3 separate regions of the Mus musculus genome follow, and regions 1 and 2 are each linked to region 3. A link is a contact called in public Micro-C and promoter capture Hi-C data. All regions are on one chromosome and are shown on one strand. Each heading gives the region's core, a stretch centred on a gene start, on an enhancer-like site or on the middle of the called end of the contact. The rest is flanking DNA. Distances are from core to core; before and after follow the strand shown.

Evidence for each region. Promoter capture Hi-C pulls out the DNA fragments that hold promoters and counts their contacts. A called contact is a pair of places that touch in the nucleus more often than the background predicts.
Region 1: a contact with region 3 is called in a Micro-C map of granulosa cells, with 2.4 times the contacts expected there. The contact joins the enhancer-like site here to the promoter of Mctp1 in region 3. A contact is called at or near these places in 2 of 39 promoter capture datasets (embryonic stem cells and hippocampal neurons), 1 of 484 Hi-C or Micro-C datasets (granulosa cells) and 1 of 9 other capture datasets (adipose tissue).
Region 2: a promoter capture Hi-C map of the HPC-7 cell line shows a contact between it and region 3. The contact joins the enhancer-like site here to the promoter of Mctp1 in region 3. A contact is called at or near these places in 9 of 39 promoter capture datasets (the HPC-7 cell line, HPC-7-derived erythroid cells, cranial neural crest and 5 more), 1 of 484 Hi-C or Micro-C datasets (bone marrow-derived macrophages), 1 of 115 datasets of contacts at active chromatin or transcription factors (microglia) and 1 of 9 other capture datasets (adipose tissue).

Annotation. Positions count from the first base shown.
Region 1 is chr13:76,155,730-76,158,689 of GRCm38.p6, reverse strand. It overlaps Ttc37 (tetratricopeptide repeat domain 37), which reads right to left. Exons shown (of 44, transcript NM_001081352.2): 37 at 2,927-2,960; 38 at 1,313-1,441. Among named protein-coding and RNA genes, the nearest start is that of Ttc37, 58 kb to the right of the region's middle. Within about 2 kb of position 1,404, at least 2 of the 459 cell types and tissues checked have an H3K27ac peak or open chromatin away from gene starts, as enhancers often do. A contact at or near this core is called in granulosa cells, where this site is marked.
Region 2 is chr13:76,636,801-76,640,057 of GRCm38.p6, reverse strand. The region is part of intron 1 of Mctp1 (multiple C2 domains, transmembrane 1); the gene reads right to left. Among named protein-coding and RNA genes, the nearest start is that of Gm24519, 34 kb to the right of the region's middle. Within about 2 kb of position 1,592, at least 2 of the 459 cell types and tissues checked have an H3K27ac peak or open chromatin away from gene starts, as enhancers often do. A contact at or near this core is called in the HPC-7 cell line and bone marrow-derived macrophages, where this site is marked.
Region 3 is chr13:76,382,595-76,385,631 of GRCm38.p6, reverse strand. Mctp1 (multiple C2 domains, transmembrane 1) reads right to left here and starts at 1,493. Exons shown (of 21, transcript NM_030174.3): 1 at 381-1,493. The coding sequence starts at 1,097.

The DNA of each region.
Region 1 (2,960 bases), core at 155-2,654, 230 kb after region 3:
AGTATGGGTGTATGAACATTTGAATGTATATGTGTCTGTGCATATCTGCTTGTATAAAGCATCTTAATTCTTTTCCTCTCCTTCCGCTCTGTTCACAAAGAGTTAAACCACCTTAGCCAAAAAGGCTTCTGTTGACATACCAAAGAAAGGAGCACTAGCAACAAATCCTTTTACTTAATCCCCTGCAGTCTTACTTTGAAATGCTAAATGCCAGAGTCTACAGTTTCTGCCCTCAGAGGAACTTAGGCAGGTCAGCTACCTCTGTAAAGTAACTTAGACTCATGGCAGGAAAACGTTTTATTATAGAAAAGGCAACCCTAAATATCTTAGAAAACCAAGTCTTGCCCTGCTGATGCTCTTCCCCTTGGCCACCTTCAAGACAGAACCAGAAAGAATAGCTGTGGCTGCCCCCCCCCCGGCAATTAATATACTATACTAATAACATAATATACTACCACCTCCACCACCACCACCACTACCACTACCACTACCACTACCACTACTACTACTACTACTACTATTCTGTTAAATGTACAATTCAATCAAGTGAGTCCTAATGACATCACTATATCCATAGATCAGTGTGTGTCATTCAACTCTCACCAGAGAAGCCTCTTCTTGCAGTAGATAGTACTTAATACTGAAACCCACAACTGGACAATGTATAGACAGAGGAGACCTTGGAGCACTTAGCTCTTAATGAGATGTCCTTCTCAAACCCCTAGCCTCAAGGATCAGAGGTAATTGCAGAAGAGGACACAAAAAGATTCTATGAGCTAGAGGGGGTAGATGGCATCAAGGAAAAGTGTCTACCAAACAAGACAGGGCTAACGCAAATATGAATTCAAAGTGATTGTAATAGGAAGCACAAGACCTACACAATTCAAGTAGACCAAAATCACAGGGCAGATAAGGGGAAGTAGGCACAAAAGTCTCACCCCTAACCAAAAGCTATCTGCAACTGATAGCTGTGAGGAGAATGGTTTCTCTAGTGGAGTGACATTGGCTATATCAACCACACTCCAGGGTAGGCCTCATGCTCAGGAGCAGTCAACTAAGACAAAATGGACTCCATGGTTTTCATTTTGTTTTTCTTTGTTGTTGTTTGGTGTTTTTTTCCCCCCCCTTTTTTGGTTTATTTTATTTTATTGTTTTTTTTTGGTTTTTTTTTTTTAGAGAAAGAACATGAAGTTTGGTGGGTAAGTAGGGAGGGAGAATTTGGAAGGACTTAGGTGACAGAAAGGAATATGATCAAAATATATTGTATGCAATTAAAACATTTTAAATGTAAATACATAAAAATAAAACTTACGTGAAGCAGCAACAGCAGACCGCAATGCCAAGTACAAATCTACCCTCTTTGGCTGAGTGTTATTGAGTAAAGCCAGTTTATCATCTGCATGGCAGGCTGCCATCAGCCCAGCCCAGACAGCAGGGTCATCTAAACAAGAAATACAGTTAAAAGTCATATCACCATGCTGCTGCAAAACTATCATAAATAAAAGTTTATGTCTTCTCCAATAAATTATATTTTTAAAAACTTTCATGGCCTTAAAGGAAAGCTAACTTGTTTTCCAAAAACAAACTCGTATAGTTAACCTTCAAGATTTGTAAATTTCTGAAGATCTCATAAAGGAACTAGTTAAATAAATTCCTGTCTGTTCCATGGCTGGTTGGCTCAGTCCCTAAAGTATTATGCTATTATGGAGAGTACAGACACTCACTAGACATGGAGGACAAGTTTCAATGAGACACTCATCTTTATTACTCTGTTCCTAACAAAACAAGCTTGGTTTAAGGATAAACAAGTCAACATATTTTAGCTTTGGTTTTGGTTTTTAGTTTTTAAAAAAAGTGAAACTCAGGAAAAACTCAACATTGAACCTATGTTCTACCAGGAAAGCATGAACGAATCTCATGGTACCGAGAGGGTGCTGCACGTATTATTTTGTGTACCAGGGAAAGGCAACTGTGTGACACTGCATTTCATAGTAAAGACAAAAGTATAATACTCTGCTTTATAACCCTACAAAAATGACCTAATATTTCCATGAGTAACAGTGGAAACACACTGGGACGGTAATATTTATTTTTCCTTACCTGTACGGTCAATAGCATAAATATGGCACAGCCTGTTAGAATTAACAATAGCTCGCTAAAGTGAGGCTATAGATTTCTAACAGTTACCATACCTGTCAGTCAGTCTTGTTAACTTGATAGGATTTAGAATCCTCATGCAAACAACCCTCTGGCTATGTCTATGAAGGTATTTGCAGACATATCTACTAGAGGAAAGATCTACCCTGAATGTGGCAGAGTCATTGCGTGGGCTATGCAGTTCCAGTCTACCAGAAAGAGAGCGAGAGGTGAGTGGTAACTTTCACCTTTCTCTGCTTCCTGACTGAAACGGAGCATGATGGTGGCTTCTCCCCATCACCGTGACTTCCCCATCTTAATAGATTGCTTGGACTCTCAAATCATGACTCAAAATAAACTCTCCTTCCTTAAGTTGCTTTGTCAGGTATTGTCATAGACACAGGAAAAGTAACACAATATACAGAACGCACCCCGAACTTCCAGAGTTAACCACACACAAAAATACTATAGTAAGTAATTTAGTAGGTATAGATAAACTATACTAGACTAGACTGATGGAAAATTGAAATAAAATAGCCTGAAAATGTCATTCATATTTTCAGTAACAGAAAATCAAGTATGTCTATGAAAACATTCTCATCAGTCTGTTTAAACAATTGATATATTATAATTAACAAGAGTCACATTCAAATAATCAAGTAATGTGCAAAACTTTAAAATACATTCTTACAATTTCTTATATCATGAAAATACAAACTTTCTTCTTTTAACCCACAAATGTAAATTTGATCACATCAAGATTAATAAAATGGATAGGTAATATATTCACCTGGAGAAAGGAAGGCTGCCTTCTGAATGGTCTT
Region 2 (3,257 bases), core at 343-2,842, 250 kb before region 3:
TCACACCCAAAGAGCTGCTAAATCTCAAGTATTCTGCACCACATCTCCCAGATGTCTTTTCCTGCAATTCCTACAAGCACAATACAAGCCCAGGCTTCGAACAGCAGACCAGTGATGACCTAATTTAACAGTTTGAGGTATAATCTTTCATAGTCTTCCAAGCTTTACTCAAGCATACGCAAAGATACATAGTGACTCATATACATGTCAGGTTTAGTTTTCAGCTTGAACAATGTTAGCATAAGTTTTCTATTATTCACAGTTTATTTAAGAAAACATAACACAGGTACTTTTAGACCAATAAATCAATATTTCCCTCTCCCCTCCCTCCCTACCTTCCTCTTTTCTTTTACTTTATTAGATATTTTCTTCATTTACATTTCAAATGCTATCCCCAAAGCCCTCTATACCCTCCCCCCGCCCTGCTCCCCAACCCACATACCCCCTGCCTCCTGACCCTGGCATTCCCCTGTACTGGGGCATATGATTTTCGCAATACCAAGAGCATGCCTTCCTCCATCCCCTTCCCTTCTGTACTTGTTTTCACTGTCTTGATGTGTAGTTAATAAAGAAAATTTTATTATTTTCTGGCATACAATAGAATGATTTGAACTTCATTTATTATCAAAATTATTAGTGAAATAAGTCAGTTCATAGAGCTCTCACTCCATCTATAATCATTATATATATATATATATATATTGCTTTGTGGTTAAAAATTTAATAAATTTTCAAATTATACTTCAGTGTTACTATCAAGCTATATAGTCATTGTTTCTACATATTGGGACTCTATACATATTCCTCTAATAACTGAAGGTTTTTATTCTTTTCCCCCCTTCCCCTCAACCCTGCACATGGTAATAATTTTTGTTTTGTTGTAAATATTTTTTCTTGGTTTGTCCTCTGTCTTTGATCTTTGCACATGTTATATGTGGTGACATCAGACTACTGAGCAGTTAAAGCTGTCTTATTCCCTCAGTAATTTCTACATTTCATAGTTTCTTAATTTTTAGCATACCATCATAATTACTTACATAGTTAAAAATCATCTTATAATTTTTATTTTTATGTAGTTCTTTAAACTACCAAAGGTACAATTTAAATATACTCTATAAAATGGAAACTTTTCTCTCTTAACCATAATATTGTATTAACTCTTGGAAAATCTTACATGATGCATTTTGAAAACGTTCAGCCTCTACTCATCACCTAACTCCCAGATTCACTCTTTACCTCTTCGTGCCTCCATTGCTAAACTCTCTCTTTTTAAAATACCTAAGTACAATTTGTTCTGCCCATGCTCTCTTGGGAATAGGGCCATCCCCTGGCGCATGGTTGGCAGCTGGTACCTGTAAATTTCTATAAGTTCCCAAGTACACTTGGCTATACATGGGATTTCCCTCTAATGTTTATTTCTGTGTTCATTCCAAATCATTTGCATAAAAGACTGAATTCTAATACTTGTTAGAATGTGTACAAATCTTCATGTTTGTTGTCTAAATGTTTCTTAATGATCATTGTATTTTCACTCTTTCTGGTTTTGCTGAGCCAGCTAGTTGGGGTTAGTTGTTAAACTTCCTTTTTCTGTCACTTACAGCAGTCATGTGACTTGCCTTTACTTCGGCTTTCTTATTTAGGAAATAAGATGACATTAATAGCAATACATTGTGGGCTTGAATACCCATAAAAATGTTAAAAATAGCATCTGATATATAGCAATCACTCAAACACATTGAGGTTATTAGTTTTACATGAGAAATAAAAGCGTGATATTCTCATAACCTGCCTTGAATTTCTACATCAATATGAGAAATGTTGATAATTTCATAAATTACATACTCTCAAGGGAAATATAACTCTCCAGTTCGTCTAGGTTCTCTTTTGTGACCTTTAATAATACAATATTATATTCTTCATATTTGTTCTACCTCTATCTAATTTTATTCTTGAATGTTAACCGGGTCTTTCTCCTCTATTATAAATGGAATGATTTTTTCAATTTCCATTTTGATCAGTTTATTTCTGATCTAATGAACACATGATTTTTCTATAGTAATTTTTATCTACTTTCTTTCTGCAATTCGTGTACAAAAACCTTCTGCATATAATGTAATATGTGCTTTATTCTTTTGTAATATTTTGGTTGCTTATTTTGTAATTTTGTTGTTTTTCTAAAATACTGTTTATAATAGAAATTTTGTCTGGCGGAATCACCATGCCAGACCTAAAGCTTTACTACAGAGCAATTGTGATAAAAACTGCATGGTACTGGTATGGAGACAGACAAGTAGACCAATGGAATAGAATTGAAGACCCAGAAATGAACCCACACACCTATGGTCACTTGATCTTCGACAAGGGAGCTAAAACCATCCAGTGGAAGAAAGACAGCATTTTCAACAATTGGTGCTGGCACAACTGGTTGTTATCGTGTAGAAGAATGCGAATCGATCCATACTTATCTCCTTGTACTAAGGTCAAATCTAAGTGGATCAAGGAACTTCACATAAAACCAGAGACACTGAAACTTATAGAGGAGAAAGTGGGGAAAAGCCTTGAAGATATGGGCACAGGGGAAAAATTCCTGAACAGAACAGCAATGGCTTGTGCTGTAAGATCGAGAATTGACAAATGGGACCTAATGAAACTCCAAAGTTTCTGCAAGGCAAAAGACACCGTCAATAAGACAAAAAGACCACCAACAGATTGGGAAAGGATCTTTACCTATCCTAAATCAGATAGGGGACTAATATCCAACATATATAAAGAACTCAAGAAGGTGGACTTCAGAAAATCAAATAACCCCATTAAAAAATGGGGCTCAGAACTGAACAAAGAATTCTCACCTGAGGAATACCGAATGGCAGAGAAGCACTTGAAAAAATGTTCAACATCCTTAATCATCAGGGAAATGCAAATCAAAACAACCCTGAGATTCCACATCACACCAGTCAGAATGGCTAAGATCAAAAATTCAGGTGACAGCAGATGCTGGCGTGGATGTGGAGAAAGAGGAACACTCCTCCATTGTTGGTGGGAGTGCAGGCTTGTACAACCACTCTGGAAATCAGTCTGGCGGTTCCTCAGAAAACTGGACATAGTACTACCGGAGGATCCAGCAATACCTCTCCTGGGCATATATCCAGAAGATGCCCCAACTGGTAAGAAGGACACATGCTCCACTATGTTCATAGCAGCCTTATTTATAATAGCCAGAAGCTGGAAAGAACCTAGATGCCCCTCAACAGAGGAAT
Region 3 (3,037 bases), core at 244-2,743:
TCCTTTGGTAAATTTGGGGGGATGTTAGCTTTTTTTCTCCCCAAGAAAATCTTCTTAGGGCATCTTGCAGGACACCTCCAAAAAGCAGCCAAGTTACCTTGAAACTTTTCTTTAGCTCTGTGTTAAACTACCCAAAGTGCTTTTGGCGACAGGTGTCATTCATTCGTGTCAAAGTCAAGTCAGGGTTCAAGTCTAAACTGTTACTACTAAACCCGAGCAAAATGTCTTTGCTCCGTTTCAGCTAGTTAGTAGTCCGTGCCCGCACACATGGGGACACACACACACACACACACACACACACACACACACTCGCTGCCAAGGCAGCCTGAAGCTGGAGGCGTGGCCTGCACACTGCCCGGCGCTGGCCACCTGGCACTCACCTGGCTGCAGTCGCGCTCTATGTCCTTCTGCAGAGCCTGGGGTTCGGCGGGACCCCGGGCCGGTTCTGCGGGGGGTGGCGCCGGTTCCAGCAACTGCTCCAGGCACGCGGTTCCGGGCAGAGAGGAGCTCTTTTGGTGGCACAGGTGCACCCCAGGGCCCCCACGCCGTGTACTCTCATCACGGACGCGGTCCCCCCTCGGGGGCGGTTGGGGAGAAGAGGACAGGGAAGATGAGGCGGAAGACGAAGAAGGAGCTGAGTCCGGAGAGCGTCCGCCAGGAGGCGTCACTCCGCCTGTCCCTGTGGCTGTCGAGGACCCCTTAGCCACGGGCAGCAGATGTTCGCGTAGGCGGCGGCGCAGCGTGGACCCTTGCTCGGCTCTGCCTGCTCCGCCTGGCTCCAGGGGCTCTGGTGAGGAGCAGCACAGGTTGGGCTGTGAGGAGGAGAACACTCGGTCCAGCACTTGCTTCCGCTTCTTGAAGCCGCTCCACCTGCTGCCAGTACTTCCCACACCGGCCAGGGCGTCCTGCGTGGTCCCCGGGGGCGGCGGGGACGGGGTCGGAGTGGCCGCAGTGCGGTGCTCGGGGCCCCCAGCGCGCCCGCCTCCGCCGCCCTTGCCCTTGCCCACCCCCAGCTGCAGGTTCTTCCAGAGCCGGGCCTGGAAGGAGGGGGACGCGGCCCGCACGAGCTCGCCAGTCGTGGCAGCCCGGGGCTCCATCCTCCAACCCAGGCACCTTGTCTCCCCTCCTATTGCCTTTCCTCCTCCCTCTCGGGCTGCGCCTCCTCCGGGAGCGTGGAGGCGGCGGCGGCGGCGGCGGCGGCCAGCGCAGCAGCACAAGCCCGGAGCGTCCAGCGGCTTCAGGCCAGCTCGGAGCAAAACGGCTGCGGCCGAGGCCCTCCCGCCGCGGGGCGCGGCCGTCCTGCAAAGTTTCTAGCAGGGAACTCCGCTGCTCCAGACCACTGAGCGCCCCCAGGCCGCACCCTGACTCCCCTCGGCGCCCGCGGGAGCTCGGAAAGCTGCAAGCGGCCGGCTCGGGCTTCCAGCTGCACTGGGAACCACACCCGCGCCCTCAGGCCAGCACCTGTCAGCAGCAGAGGCGGCCGTCTCCAAACTGGGCGCGCACGCTGCTCACACAACAGGGCGCGTCCTGCTGTAGACGTCGGGGACTAGCAGCCTTGGCTAAAGCACCCAGGACCATCCTCCAGCTCCTAGGTGGGAGGGCAGGCAAGAGCCGGGTGGAGCTGCGTAGGGCTGGGAGCCTGCTTGACCTGAGTCTACAGTCCCACACACGGCTTGCTTTAGGACAGACGGACGAACGGACGAACCCTGCTTGAGCGGACATCGGGGTGGAGTGCACCTCTGCACCCCTGGTGGGTCCCTCAGGGAACCCAGCATACATCGCCGCTGGTCATAAAGCTCTCCAAATGCTGAGGCCAAATAAGTCTGCCTTCAACTGTTTGGGCATCCTGGGCTCAAGAGGGGAGTTTGATTTCTTCTGTTTTGACTTCATCACCATCCACTCTCCATGCTCTTTGTTTGCTTGCGCGGTGACTTTCCTTATAATCAGGAATAGTTCTCAGAACTTGATAATAAAGCTAACCCTTAAAGTAAGTCTCAGGGGCGCTCCGCTTGGACAGAGATGGGAAGATCCTTACTGCTTTTGACCCTATTCAGAGCTCGGTCTTGTTCTTTCCACTCAAGCAGATTTTTCTTCAGTTATTTCTTTCAGTTTGTCGGAAAACTGATTTTTTTTTAAAGTCGTCTAGATTTTGCTTCTCCCCAAATGTATGCATCTAGGATCTTCTGACTCCACTAGGTCTCTTCTAAAAGGCAGGCAACACCATGCCCTTCCCTCCACTGTACCTTCCCTAGACGTTTCAGCACAGTATTGTTTGATTACTTAAAGTAGGCATTCTCTTTCCTTTCTGGCCAGCGACTTGCCCTGAAGCTGTGGTCAATCTGAATTTATTTTTCTTATCCGGCTAACATGTAGTGAGCATCTACTATGTGCCAGGCACTGAGATCAGCACTGGAGAAACAGTTGTGAACATGTAGGGGAATGCTTGAGTTGGGTCCAGGAGAGTAGACAATAAATAGAATTTTTAACAGGGAACAATCCAGGGATAATAAAAGAGTATTATATTTGGGTTGCTATAATATGGAACAGCTCATTAAATTTGAGTTTCAGACAAAACACAATAATTTCTAGTATATGAACAAAGACCAAAAAATTCTAGTTGATGTTTATCCAAAGTCTTATTTTACTAGGTATCTTATACTTTTGCTGAATCTAATAAGCCTGTATTTAGTGTTAAAAACAAAAAGTCTCCCTGAGAATCCAAAGTTTGAGATGATACTATAAAGGGACAAAGAGCCAACAGTTGAAAACTGAATGCAGTGTTTCAGGCAGAAAACCAGAAGTCAAAGCCCTGAAGGAGGAAGCAGCTTAAAGAGGCTTTCCACAGAGAGACAGAGATTGTTCCAAAGAAGGTGAAGAAAGGTGGGCAGGGCTGGTCCATTTGGAAATGCACAGTTCACATAGGTTTCATCCTATTGAGGAATTTAAAAATCTGTAAATCCAACTGGGAAGCAGTTGAATATATTTGGGTATATCCAACTCATGGTCTATAGACTACATGCACTCTAGGATAGCTATA